Linked DNA regions of Capsicum annuum: region 1 is linked to region 2. Evidence: chromatin contacts called from public Hi-C data. All regions are on one chromosome and are shown on one strand. Each heading gives the region's core, a stretch centred on a gene start, on an enhancer-like site or on the middle of the called end of the contact. The rest is flanking DNA. Distances are from core to core; before and after follow the strand shown.

The links. A called contact is a pair of places that touch in the nucleus more often than the background predicts.
Region 1: a Hi-C map of leaf shows a contact between it and region 2, with 2.3 times the contacts expected there. The contact joins two enhancer-like sites. A contact is called at or near these places in 2 of 5 Hi-C or Micro-C datasets (leaf and placenta).

The regions. Positions count from the first base shown.
Region 1 is chr4:74,741,186-74,747,029 of UCD10Xv1.1, forward strand. LOC107867897 (transmembrane protein 50 homolog) reads left to right here. Exons shown (of 4, transcript XM_016714369.2): 3 at 2,586-2,738; 4 at 3,267-3,535. The coding sequence ends at 3,303. Among protein-coding and RNA genes, the nearest start is that of LOC107867897, 19 kb to the left of the region's middle. Within about 2 kb of position 4,441, at least 4 of the 5 cell types and tissues checked have an H3K27ac peak or open chromatin away from gene starts, as enhancers often do. A contact at or near this core is called in leaf, where this site is marked.
Region 2 is chr4:74,579,490-74,585,704 of UCD10Xv1.1, forward strand. It overlaps LOC107867898, which reads left to right. Exons shown (of 19, transcript XM_016714373.2): 18 at 723-1,115; 19 at 1,261-1,791. The coding sequence ends at 1,428. It overlaps LOC107869680 (a long non-coding RNA gene), which reads right to left. Exons shown (of 3, transcript XR_001673899.2): 3 at 5,486-5,751. Among protein-coding and RNA genes, the nearest start is that of LOC107869680, 4.1 kb to the right of the region's middle. Within about 2 kb of position 2,357, at least 4 of the 5 cell types and tissues checked have an H3K27ac peak or open chromatin away from gene starts, as enhancers often do. A contact at or near this core is called in leaf, where this site is marked.

The DNA.
Region 1 (5,844 bases), core at 3,191-5,690, 160 kb after region 2:
TCAATCGCCTTACTAGGCTTTATCCATATATCATCCTCAAACTTTTTGGACTCCTTGTTGCTCAAACATAGAAGTTCATGAGGAGAAGCGGCACAAACCCAAACCTAGTAATTTTCCCCTTGGATGGTCTTCTCCACATGAAGTGTTTTTCCCTATTAGGCTTTTCCTTTCTTGGAAGTGTTCCACAAACCAAGTAATTTTCCAGTTGGATGGTTCTCCGCATGAATGTCCGCGTCATCCATGGCATAAGTCAGGAGAACTTTATCTCAAGGAACATTAGTCTCATATAAACAAGGCATAAGTCTAGAAGACAATCAAAGTTAACTCGTGTCCTATTTGTCATGAACTGTCCTGTTAGCGTGCCATGTTTTCCTCTTGAAGTGTTAGCTTGCTGTATAAGTTTTTTGCATCAGATCATATATCGGGCCATGAACAGGTTCATAATCAGGTTGAAATTCTTCAAAGTCTTCTTTGTTGAGGCCTTGATTGTGGAAGTGTTCATTGATCTTGCTTGGGTTAATATCAATCTCCATACTCCACTCTACTACCTGCCACATCTTCAACTGATCACTTTCATTGGCGTATTGAATGTTAGCATAAAACTCTTCTATCAGTATGACTATTGCATCCCTGGCCTTTTGAGTAAATATTCCATTTTATTGTATGCAGTGAATAAGTTTGTCGACAAATTTCTAATCTTAAAGCAGACTTGGAGACAGAGGGCTTCTAAAGTTTTATCCTTTGATAAACCTTCTCTTCTTGTTCTTGCAATGCATGTGATGCATTTTCTGAATGTGTTGCTTCAGGTTGAGGAGACAGTGGATCAACCAGAGCCTTCTTTATTGCAGCTATAGAGGGGAACTTTTATGTGTTTTTCTTTTGTCTAGCCATATGAACCTTGCTACCCCTTGAGATGATCGACCCCTGTAGTGAAATGCTGAAGAAGAGTTTGGGGGTTGGGGGTAGGGGATGAACTCATTATGGTCTTGACATTTAACTGGATTAAGTTGCAGCTCCACTCGATACCCGTTGAAGCTCAGTGAGCTACACTTACGTGGGCAGGAATCAGTTGCCACATTATTGGCAGAGTTATTATAAGCAAAACTTGAAAAATATTTGTCTGGGCACTTTTTTAGCTAGAAGATCAACTTGAAAAGGACGAGCCTTGAACTGATTTGGCTGAACTGAATTTAATTCTGTTCGGTGTTGGTTAACATTTCCAAACATACAAAAACTGAAGCTTTAGTGTTATATGATTTAAGTACTTGATTTTTTTTTAATTTTTTTTTGCAACTATGAAGGTAACAGGACAAATAAATATGCCCTTGTGAAAAAGTCAGTTTTATGTCTCTATTACCTAGTTGGACTTTTTGATGGTGGGCATTACGATTCCATTGCCTGCTAATATGTGTGAATGTCAAATTTCAAAGGAAGTGATGTTCACCTGGAATTGCTTTTATGCTTCGTTTATGAGAAAGAATAACCTTGTGCTGCGGTTCTGAGTGCATCTGAGTTGCCAGACTCTTCACTTTTAGCGCCACACCCGTGTCAACATGACATAGGTGTCAGTGTGGGATCCGTTTTGGATATGATCAATCGATTTGGGTACTTTGACCAAAATTGATGGAAAAATATGAGATACATACAATGATTTTTTAAATCAAAATATAAGCTAGGGTGGAATCATAATTTGGGCATATGCTTTTCAATCGATAAAAGATATTTGTATTAAAAAGTCCACAAGCAGGAAGTGCTTTAAAGATATTTAAAGTCAACATCGCTGTTGAAAGTGCAATGAACTCAAGAAGTCTATATGGCCTCTATATTATCTACAATAGCCAAACAGCACTGAAAAAACAGTAAAGAGATCGGGTTGTACTTTATTACAAGATTCAAACCTGCTCTCAAAAATTTATGCATCCCGTATTTCCTTTCCTTCCAAATAGTCCACCATAATTTAGGCATATTTTATAACTCTAATTTTAGATATTTGAATTATTTTAAGTCGAATCCCTAGCTCCCGCAGTCATTCTTGGATCCATATCCCCGGATCTTAAAATTTAGATGATGAAGGATCCGACCTATAGATCCGCACCTGTATTGGACACGTGCCCCTAGTTTGAGCCTTAGGACTGCATGTGTCATTTGTTTACTTCCTTTTTTTCATGGAGTAGATGAACTTGGACTTAGCATGTATAACCCAAAGTTACCCCTATAATTTCATGGACATGAGTCATGGTTTTGGATAGAGGCGGTTTTTATGAGGTTTTGTTGCTTCTTTTGAGCAATATGATTTTGGTCACCTGGGCTTATCATCTGAAGGGGTTTTCATCAAGCTCTTAAGTAGTAATTCATTCTTTAGGAATGAGCAGAATGATGCTTGATCACCATAATTTGCATTTGTTATCACTTGTGAAAGAGCTCCGAAATCCTTTCATATTTTTTCTTCCGTCTGAGGCATAATGATTATTAATACTGGATAGGTATTGTCGTCCCTGTGCATATTATTTCTTTTGATAGATTTGTGATTCTATTTGCTTCCCTCATCACATTGATTGCTCAACTGTTTCATGTTGACAATGCAGGTTGAAGCTGTGGCTATTTATTGCATATGTTGTATCCTTTGTGTCTTTGGCTGCATCAGTTGGCCTATTGATACAAGACACACTAGGAAAATCTGGTCCTTCAGCTTGGACAGGAGTTGCAGGTGTTCTGCAATGTGTGTTTGTCTTAATCAGGTAATTTGATTTATATTTTTTAGGCTTTGCTGCTTTTTAGTTGAGCTCTTTTGTTCATCCACCTGTCCCCTTTGTCTTCTCTCTTCCCGCTTCTTTATGACACTTATTTTTGGCCATAATGGTGCAGAAAATAGAAAGCGATGGTTTTGAACCTGTGTCTTACCAAGAATATCAAAGTAGGTTAGCTAGTCTCGTTCAATCTAGTACACCTCTCTTATCAAATGTTGCTAATTAGGGTTTAATGCTCGAATTAAAATTCTAAGTAGCTTTCTATGTCTTTTCTTGTCCCATTTAAGACTAACAAACGATAGTCACCCATTCTCTGCTTTGTACATGAAAAAGAATGCATCACATCTAAGTTATGCTCAGTTGTGTGATGTAGTTCTGCTTGCTAGCTTGTGGACTCGTGTCTGCAAGCACATGCACATCTTTCAGAGACCATCAGAAAAAAGAGATCATGCTTCTGTTCCTTCTAAAATAATTGTGGTTTGGATGTCAACTTAATGTTTACTTTTTCACATATTTCAGCGGGCTTGTCTATTGGACATCACATTCAGAATCTTGAAGAGGATACTTGGTGGGGTCTTACTCGATCCATTCTGTGAAAGAGTTACGGTTACAGTTGTATAAATGTGTGTTTGTTGTGCAGTGAGGCTAAGCACCAAATAGTGGACGCTCATCGTTTCTTCTACATATGATAATTACTAACTTGAAATTTCATTGGAATGCTCAAGGAAATGTCTTGAAGTGGTTTGTTTCAAAAGACTCATTATAAAGACTCATTATTATAGCTTTTACTTGATGCATGTCACGCACTGTTTCATTGCCAACACTTCAGGGGCTGCAACGAAAGGGCAGTTTCGTAATGTTTTATGACTTCAGACGGATCCTCCATTCATATTCAAACATTCTTTCGAAATATCGAAATGGTTCGTCATTTCCACAGGTTAAAGATTTAGCTTCACTGGAATTTCAATATTCAGTTGATGAGAAAGGTATAGAAATATGATACAAATAGTTCGAGACACACTGCAATATTCTTCATCATCCCATTTTCTAAAACAGAAGCTTTGTCACTAAACTTGATGGACGTTCTTTTAGTTATTGTTAATTTTTTTGTTAAAACAAATTGTTACCTTCTAAATTTAATTTACGCATTTGTAATTACCAAACAAGCATTAAGTAGTTACCTTTATGGTAGACTCAAATGCTTGTCAGTATTACTTCAAATAGGAACAATACATTATATCAGATATTGTTTCGATATCGATTCCTAGTGTCAATCTCGTGGCACCGACATAGTTATAAGTATCAGTTTCAGCATTTGAAATTTATGGATTTCGGTAGTGATCCGTAGTTAATATATTATATAATGACTAAATTCGCATTAAATATTTTTAGTTTAGTAGATTTTTTAATTATATATACTTGGTCAGGGCAAAAAAATATAAAGTTCTTGTATGGGGTAAAATCAGTACTAGCTCACGTGGCAGAATTTGGTTAAGTAACTTGGGTGTGTTACGCCACAACAGGCATTACGACTACAAAGGGCTCCCTCGAGGAGTTCACAATAAAGGCGTCCCCGTGTAAAGGATAAAGGCAACGATCACTCGTCACTATCAATGACATGGCATAAGAAGGCAAGAGAAGACAGAGGGGGCATGAGTATATGTAGTATATGTAGGGGAGCGTCACTATCAATGACATGGCATAAGAAGGCAAAAAGGCAAGAGAAGACAAATAGGGGGCATGAGTATATGTAGTATATGTAAGGGACAAGACGTAGGAACAAACATGCCAGGCTCTCTAGAAGTGCACATGAGTATATGTAGAGCAAAGCTCCATATGAGCAAACCCACTAATAAAGTGGACACTTTGAAAACCTACATTGGTCTTAGTTCTTTAGGGCGCTATTGGCGAATTGCGATTGCCCAGTGTCTAAGATTGCAAACTATAAATAGACGCCTTTACTCACTTGTAAGGGAAATTCCTCTCCCTCATACTCTGAATCAATACAACAATTTTATTTGGTATCCAAGCTTTTCTTTGTATTTTGCATATTTAGATATTTGTTGATAGTTCACCTTAACATCTCGGACAACTTGGTTTAGCTCTCGACTGTTCGCATGAACAACTTTGGCTCTCTCAAACTGGTTTTCTTATTTACTTATTTTGTTCTTTTCGTTATTAGTTGTTTCCTTTTATCATGTGTAACCTGATCATTGACAAATCGAATCTAAAATAAGGTTTAACTGTACCAAATCCATGGTAAATAATTTGGCACCCACCGTGGGGCCAGAGTAATTATGTGGCTTTAATCTAGTTTGGTCTTTGTTAGCTTGTTTGCTTTGTGTTTCGCAGATCAATGCTAAACTCATGCCAACAACGAAGAGCAGACTAAGGATAAGTTTGTGGCTCAGGAAGTAGCAAGGAATGAGGCTCTGGGCTTGACTAACTATGGTGACGACAATTCGCCCTTCAACATGGACTTGACAAATGGGTACACTCAAAAAAAGGACTATCTCGAAAATAAGGAAGAAACGAAAGGTAGGGCGTCTGATCTATAAAGCCTCCAAAAGGTCCTTAAAAGCTTTACTGAAGGCTAGAAGAAGCTGATGGAAAAGGGTGAAAGCTCAAGATAGGAGAATGATAAGCTTTAGTGTTGTCCAGTCCAAGGAACTCCAAACTCTTCTAAAGAAAATGAGGAGAATGATGATAAGGAGTTCGAAGACAGATCTAAAGAACGCAAAGCTAGGAAGTCAAGGGTGAACTTGAAATCTCATCCCTTTCACTATCGTTAGTGGTAGAGTTAAGGGAAAGTGAAGGCTCAGAACACAGAGCTCTACACTTGCATAAATCATATCGTAAAGTTCCTCTCGTAGAAAAGGGGCCGAAATCAAAGAGCTTTGCCAAGGTGCTTGTCGTACAAGGCTAGTGCGGTGACCATCTCCATCCCCAAAAGTTTTAAAATGCAGGATATCACTTAATACGATGGTACTACCGACCCTTAAGAACACCTGTTATTCTTCAAAACAACGGTAACTGAGATAATCCAATGATAGAGAAAGTTGAGTCAGTGATGGTCAAGAAGTTAGGTAAAACCCTA
Region 2 (6,215 bases), core at 1,107-3,606:
TGAAATACTTGAAACTTCCCCTCTTTTGAATGACCAGTGTACCAAGTCTCACTTTCACGCCAGCCTCAGACGTAATGTCATTTTTTTTGACAAAGGTAACAACCTCAGACATAATGTCATAACGTCACTGAACTTGCATTCCAAGCATAACTTATAGTCATTGACTATAAATTCATTTATTTGATTATCTTATTTACTATATGAATAAGCATAGAATCCAGTCACTAGGGTGAAGACTGGCGCTTTTTAAAATGAAGGGGAGTAAATTATGAAGACTGAAAATGATTTAAGGTGGATAATACATTATCATTATACTTTGTTATAAAGTTGAACATTTGTTTAGTCAACTTTAACAGCCGCCAGGCGCGCTACATCATAGGCACATTGAGAGCGGAGATAATTATACCCATGGATTCTGAATCACTAGCTAATTCCTCTTTATACAGAGGAGATTCATGGTAAGAAGAAACGTAGTAAGAAATGTCCATGGGTAATAGCTTCAAAGTGGATTTGCATCGTCTATTACAGGATCCATGTTTTTCCTTCCTTAAATCGTATTGGGACATTAGCAGATTAACGACTATCTGCTATTCGGTGTATGTGTTGCCTGGTAGGTAAATGGTGGTACGTATTCAATGATTGAGAAGGGGGAGGGGTCAGCTTCTTCTTTTATGCTCATAGGTTCTGGTGTTATGGCTGATGGATTGTTTTTTGATTTGCAGCGTGAAGTGATCCTTTGCTCACATGATATTCTGGCTTCAAGTAGAGACAATGCTGTTTTATCTGCACTGACTCGACACCCATACTTTCAGACTGATGTTAGTTCAGATTCAGCTACTACGACATCCATTAAAGGCTACACTGATGGCTGTAAATCTGGCAGTGAAATAATGCAAAGATCAGATGACATATCGGTAGACAGTTCTGTAGCAGGAAAACGGCTCATTAAGTTTCCTGTGTCTATGGACAATGATCAGAAGACTGATGGTAGTTCTACATCATCCAACCCTGTCACACAAAAAACTGCACGAGTGTCATTTTCTGGCAAGCAAATTCCATATAGAGCTTCTTCCTATTCTACAGATCACGGGGACAAGCAATTGATATACAGAAAGGTAGAGTTATGTTCAATCTGATTTATTAGGATGAAATACTTCACAATGGGAAATATCCATGCTTTAGTTGGATGTATTGGTTATATAATTGATATGCATATTTTTAGCTGGAATTTCAATCCTAACAAGTTTGTTGCATAAACAGCATATGGAAACTTTTGAGAAAGAGCTGGTAATGACTTCAGATCAAGCCTCAATGAAGAACCAGCGATTACCTAAAGGGTATGTGTATGTCCCAATCCGGTGCCTTCCCAAGGAGGAGGAAGCTGCTCCAGACGATTGTTCTGGAGAACCGCTGGATCCTGATGGATAGGTTAGCTCAGTAATTGTAGGATTTTGGTACCTGTATCTGGCATTTTGTTGCTGGTACACCATTTTTATCTGAACCATCGGGAAGGATGGCTTATTTAAAGACAAGTTGATGACAACAAGCGTCTTTCCAGGAGCCATCGAGATTAGGTCGAGGATGGTAGTATTGTATATTCAGAGCTTACTGTACAGTTGATCTTGGAGTGGTTTGAATGGCTCTGCCATGATTGGTGTTTATTGTGAGCTGGTTGGTGACGATAGCTCTGCTTCTTGTAATTGTATACAGTAGTTAGAAGGTATTCCCTACTAAAGCCTTGTAAAGTTATTGTAAATATTCTTACTATATTAATTGAAAGCAATTAGAGCAGAGCAATGAGTTTAATTTATCATGCCCAGATCCTGCGTTTTCTTGTAGTGGTTTCAGGTGGCAGTTTCAGCTGCAGTCGTGTAAATCTAGCACTTTTTCTTTGTTCTCATTTGGTAGATCTTGGCATTGCCACACCTTTCTGCGCAGTCTGAGCGCATAGTTGTTTGCTTGAGTTGTTGCATTGCATTCTTGGATCCTTCGTTTCGTATCCTTTTTATCCCAACAGCTATTATGAAACTACACTCTAATGTTCTTTTTTCAACAGTAATATACCTGTGTTTCATTTTCAGTTTCTCGTCAGTTGTGTCTATTAAAAGAAAGTGCGTCTCTGTTGGAGTGAATTCTATTGATTGTTTCATTGGTTACCGAGAATTTGCCGGTGAGATGTTCTGTCAACTACCGTCGTTAAATGTGGATGATGGTTGTTAAAACACTTTCGACAAGTTTGTGCTTAGCTATATTCTGCTATTGTAATATTTTGTTCTGTTTATTAATGCTACTACTAACCTTTCCATTCTTTGGGTCCTGTTTCTTTCTTCTTGGTCTAGTGGTCTGAAACAATGATTGGTACGGGTTCACAGGTAAAGATCAGTTTTACAACAGATTATCTTGTCTTCGATGGGGCTTATTACTTATTTAATGATGGTTATGCGTCTTTTGGTGCTCTTGTTTGAGTAGGAGCAGAAATTTGATCCTTACCTATTGTGAATTTTCTGAAGCAGTATTCGTGTTTCACAATTATAAGACAAGCGTGACTTTCTATGTAACAAGCGCTTGTGAAGCAATTTTTTCTTGTTGAGCCTGTTGAATTATCTTCTTGAGTAATTGTCTCATTCTATTGATTAGTCAAAAGAATGAGAGTTGTAACGTCTTATTGAGTACGGGAGGAAGGAAAGGATTGGAACCGCCAAGGAAAGGGGCTGGTTAAGCAGCAAGTCTTTGGCGGGGATAGACGGTGTTTGAGGTCCATAGGTTCTTTGGCCAAATGTTATTACGTAGAATGCAATCCTATCTTTATTCTCATTGGACGAACATTTATTTAAGCGATACGTCTCAAAAAAGTATATACTGTATAAATAGTAGGTTGGTATACCCAGCTATGTAATTATTTCTTCACCTTTTTCATTATTCATTTATCTTCTTCTTTTCGTACAAGTCAAAGGGGCATATATATAAGCTATCAAATTTTTTGCGGGAAGTTTGGCAATAAGCTTCCTTAATATGCCTACCGGCTTATGCAAGAAGCTTGGCAAGAAGCTTTCTTAACAAGCTTGCTATATAACAGGCCACATGGCCTCTGTCCATTTTGCTACACTCCTCCTTGGATGCTCATATAAAGATGTCAAATTTTTTCCAATTTTGCTTTCTATCACTCCATGGAAGTAAGACTGTCTTGTATCAGGTGAATTGTATCAGGTGAAGAGAAGGGGTGGTAGGCTTAGTAGGCTCGAACCTACAATATCACTGTTATAAGTGGTATATTTCAATCAATTAAACTATAAGTCTCTACGGATCTCTACATACAATTCACTCACTTCGTGAAGAGCTGATGGAAAGAGAAGGCCTTTGTCTTATCTGCTTTTTCCTCTTCCCAGGAATGAAGAATTTTTGGAAAAAAAAAAAGATTTTCGTTTTTCCTTTTTGTTTATAGACGTGCGGGTCGGAACTTACCCGACAAGGAATTTCTCTATCTTAGGACCGTTATAGTTACGGCCTTCTTGAGTACCAAACTAAGGATATTGATATATTGACAACATTTCGAATAACTCCTCAACCTGGAGTTCCACCTGAAGGATGAACCGGATATGGACCATTCCAATAAGATTTCATTCTTGAACAAAAATTCATTTTTTGATTTATTTCATCTATTCCATGACCGGAACAGGGGAGGATACACGTTACACTACGATTTTGTATGACTTGGATGTCTTGTATTTTCTCGAACAAAATCCAACCACACCGGAATGGATGGTACAAAGTCCTCCAGCCTTTCATACTTTTGGAGAACTTTCAGCTATCAAGGAGACGAAAAGCTATGTGAAGTAAAAGAAGAAAGGGTCGCCGATTGCTACTAAGAACCTAACAAAACTTTTTCAAATGTGGGAAACCATTTGTGTAGGTCGGGGGGCAAGAAAGATAACTTTTCATTTTTGAAATAGCTACGGAATCTCCATGAATAGGATCAAACCCTATTTCATGGTATTTACACGAGGTTCCTCTTTAAGAAAGTCCCCGAGAGGGCTTAGTTGATCCATGATTTATGTTTCATCTTTCGTTTTCTTTTCGTTTGTTTCAAAAAATCTATCGATCAATTTCAATTCTTTTTTTTTCTCTTGATTCTTTTTCGATCGAGATGTATAGATCTTGTTCATGGATTAACGAAAATGTGCAAAAGCTTTGTTTGCCTCTGCCATTTTATGAGTCTCTTCCTTTTTGCGTATGGTATCGCCACTCCCTTTGGCAGCATCCACTAATTCAGAACTTAATTTGAAAGCCATACTTAGACCCAGACATTTTCGGGATGCCACTAATAACCAACGGATGACAAGTGCTTTTCCTTGTGTGGATCCTATTTCAATGGGAACTTGATGAGTCGATCCACCTACACATCTTGCTTTTACTGTTATATCGAGAGTTACTCCACGTATTGCTTGACGTAAAAAGGATAGTAAATTTGTTTCTATCTTTTGTTGAATCTTTTTCACGGCCCGATAGATAATTTGATAAGTCAATGATTTTTTTTCATGTTTCAGAATACGGTTAACCAACATGTTAACTAATCGATTATGATAAATTGGATTGAATTTTGCTGTTTTTTCTGCAATACCTCGACGTAACATGAGCGTGAAAGGGGTTCAAGAATTAATTTTTTATAAGGGCTAAAATCACTTATTGTGGCTTTTTTTACCCTATATTGTAGGGTGGATCTCGAAAGATATGAAAGATCTTCCTCTAAGCTGTACATACGACTTTCATCGAATACGACTTTCTGCAAAATTCTATATGTATTTATGAGATCGAGTATGGAATTCTGTTTACTCACTTTAAATTGAGTATCCATTTCCCTCTCTTTTCTACTAGGATTGGGAATCTTGTATTTTACATATCCATACGATTGAGTCCTTGGATTTCCGAAATAGTGTAAAAAGAAGTACTTCTTAATCAGGAACTTGTTCAGAAATACCATAACGAAAGGAACATAGGAGTTTCTCGCTAGGTATTTGACCTTGAGTATTTTACAGTAATAGAGAATTTTTCAATACCGAGATGATAGGATCTATATGAGCAATATGACCAATGACAATCATTCACAAATTTCTCAATACTTACAATCATAATGACATGTCTTTTTATTTTTATAGTCTCTAGGTATTTGACCAAATAGGATCGTCCAGTTCCTATAGAACCTATCACTAAAATACCCCTAGAGGGCGATAAGGCTAAGCAGAGCGAAAGAGGTTTTCCATGAGATGGGAAATGAAAACTATTTTCCCCACACGAAGTTTGTGAATAAGTGATTGTCTGATAATGAGCAAGGAATATCCGTCTTTCTACTAAACTGTTACGACCCAAATGGCCATGAGTGACACCCACACTAATATTCCTATTAGAGAACCATCTAAACGGAGCCTTTACCCAATCACTTAGTCAATATTAAGATGATGATATCATAAAATCAACATAAGAATAATAATTCAAGATTAATCGTTATTAATGCGGAAGTCAAATAAAATACTTATTAAAATTCTCAAGATCCGAAAGTCATCATACAAGAACTACTAACAAAATCATGTCTAAAGAGATCTCTAAATAAAAGTAAATTAGGAATGTCTCATTGCCCGAAAGATGGACAATAATAATAAAGATGACCAGTGACAGCCTGAAGACGGAATGCTCACCCTTCGCATCAAGATTTTCTATCAACTCTAGAGATGAGGTCGTGTCTGAGCCTCTGAAAAACTTTTTGCACTCAACAAAAGAAGAGTACATGATAGTATCAGTACAAACCACTATGTACTGGTAGGCATCATAGGCCAACTCAACTTAATAAAATGTACACAACATAATTGAAAAAATAAGTAGATAGGCATCATCAAATAACAAATTCTCATTGAATCAACAATACAACAATAACAGGTCAACAGTGCTCACAAACAAGCCACATAACTATCAACAGTATCAACCATACGGTAAATATCCACAAAATCAACATAAATATGTAAACACATGCTATGGGACTTATTTTTGCCCAAATAGTCATGACCTGCAGGGAACAATCTATGTTCATGTACCGTACCGGTGTGGTACCCGACCCAACATAAATATAAACGTACCGGCGTGGTACTGATCCAACATAAATATAAATATACCGGCGTGGTACTCGATCCAATAAAAATATAAGAGTACCGGCGTGGTACTCGATC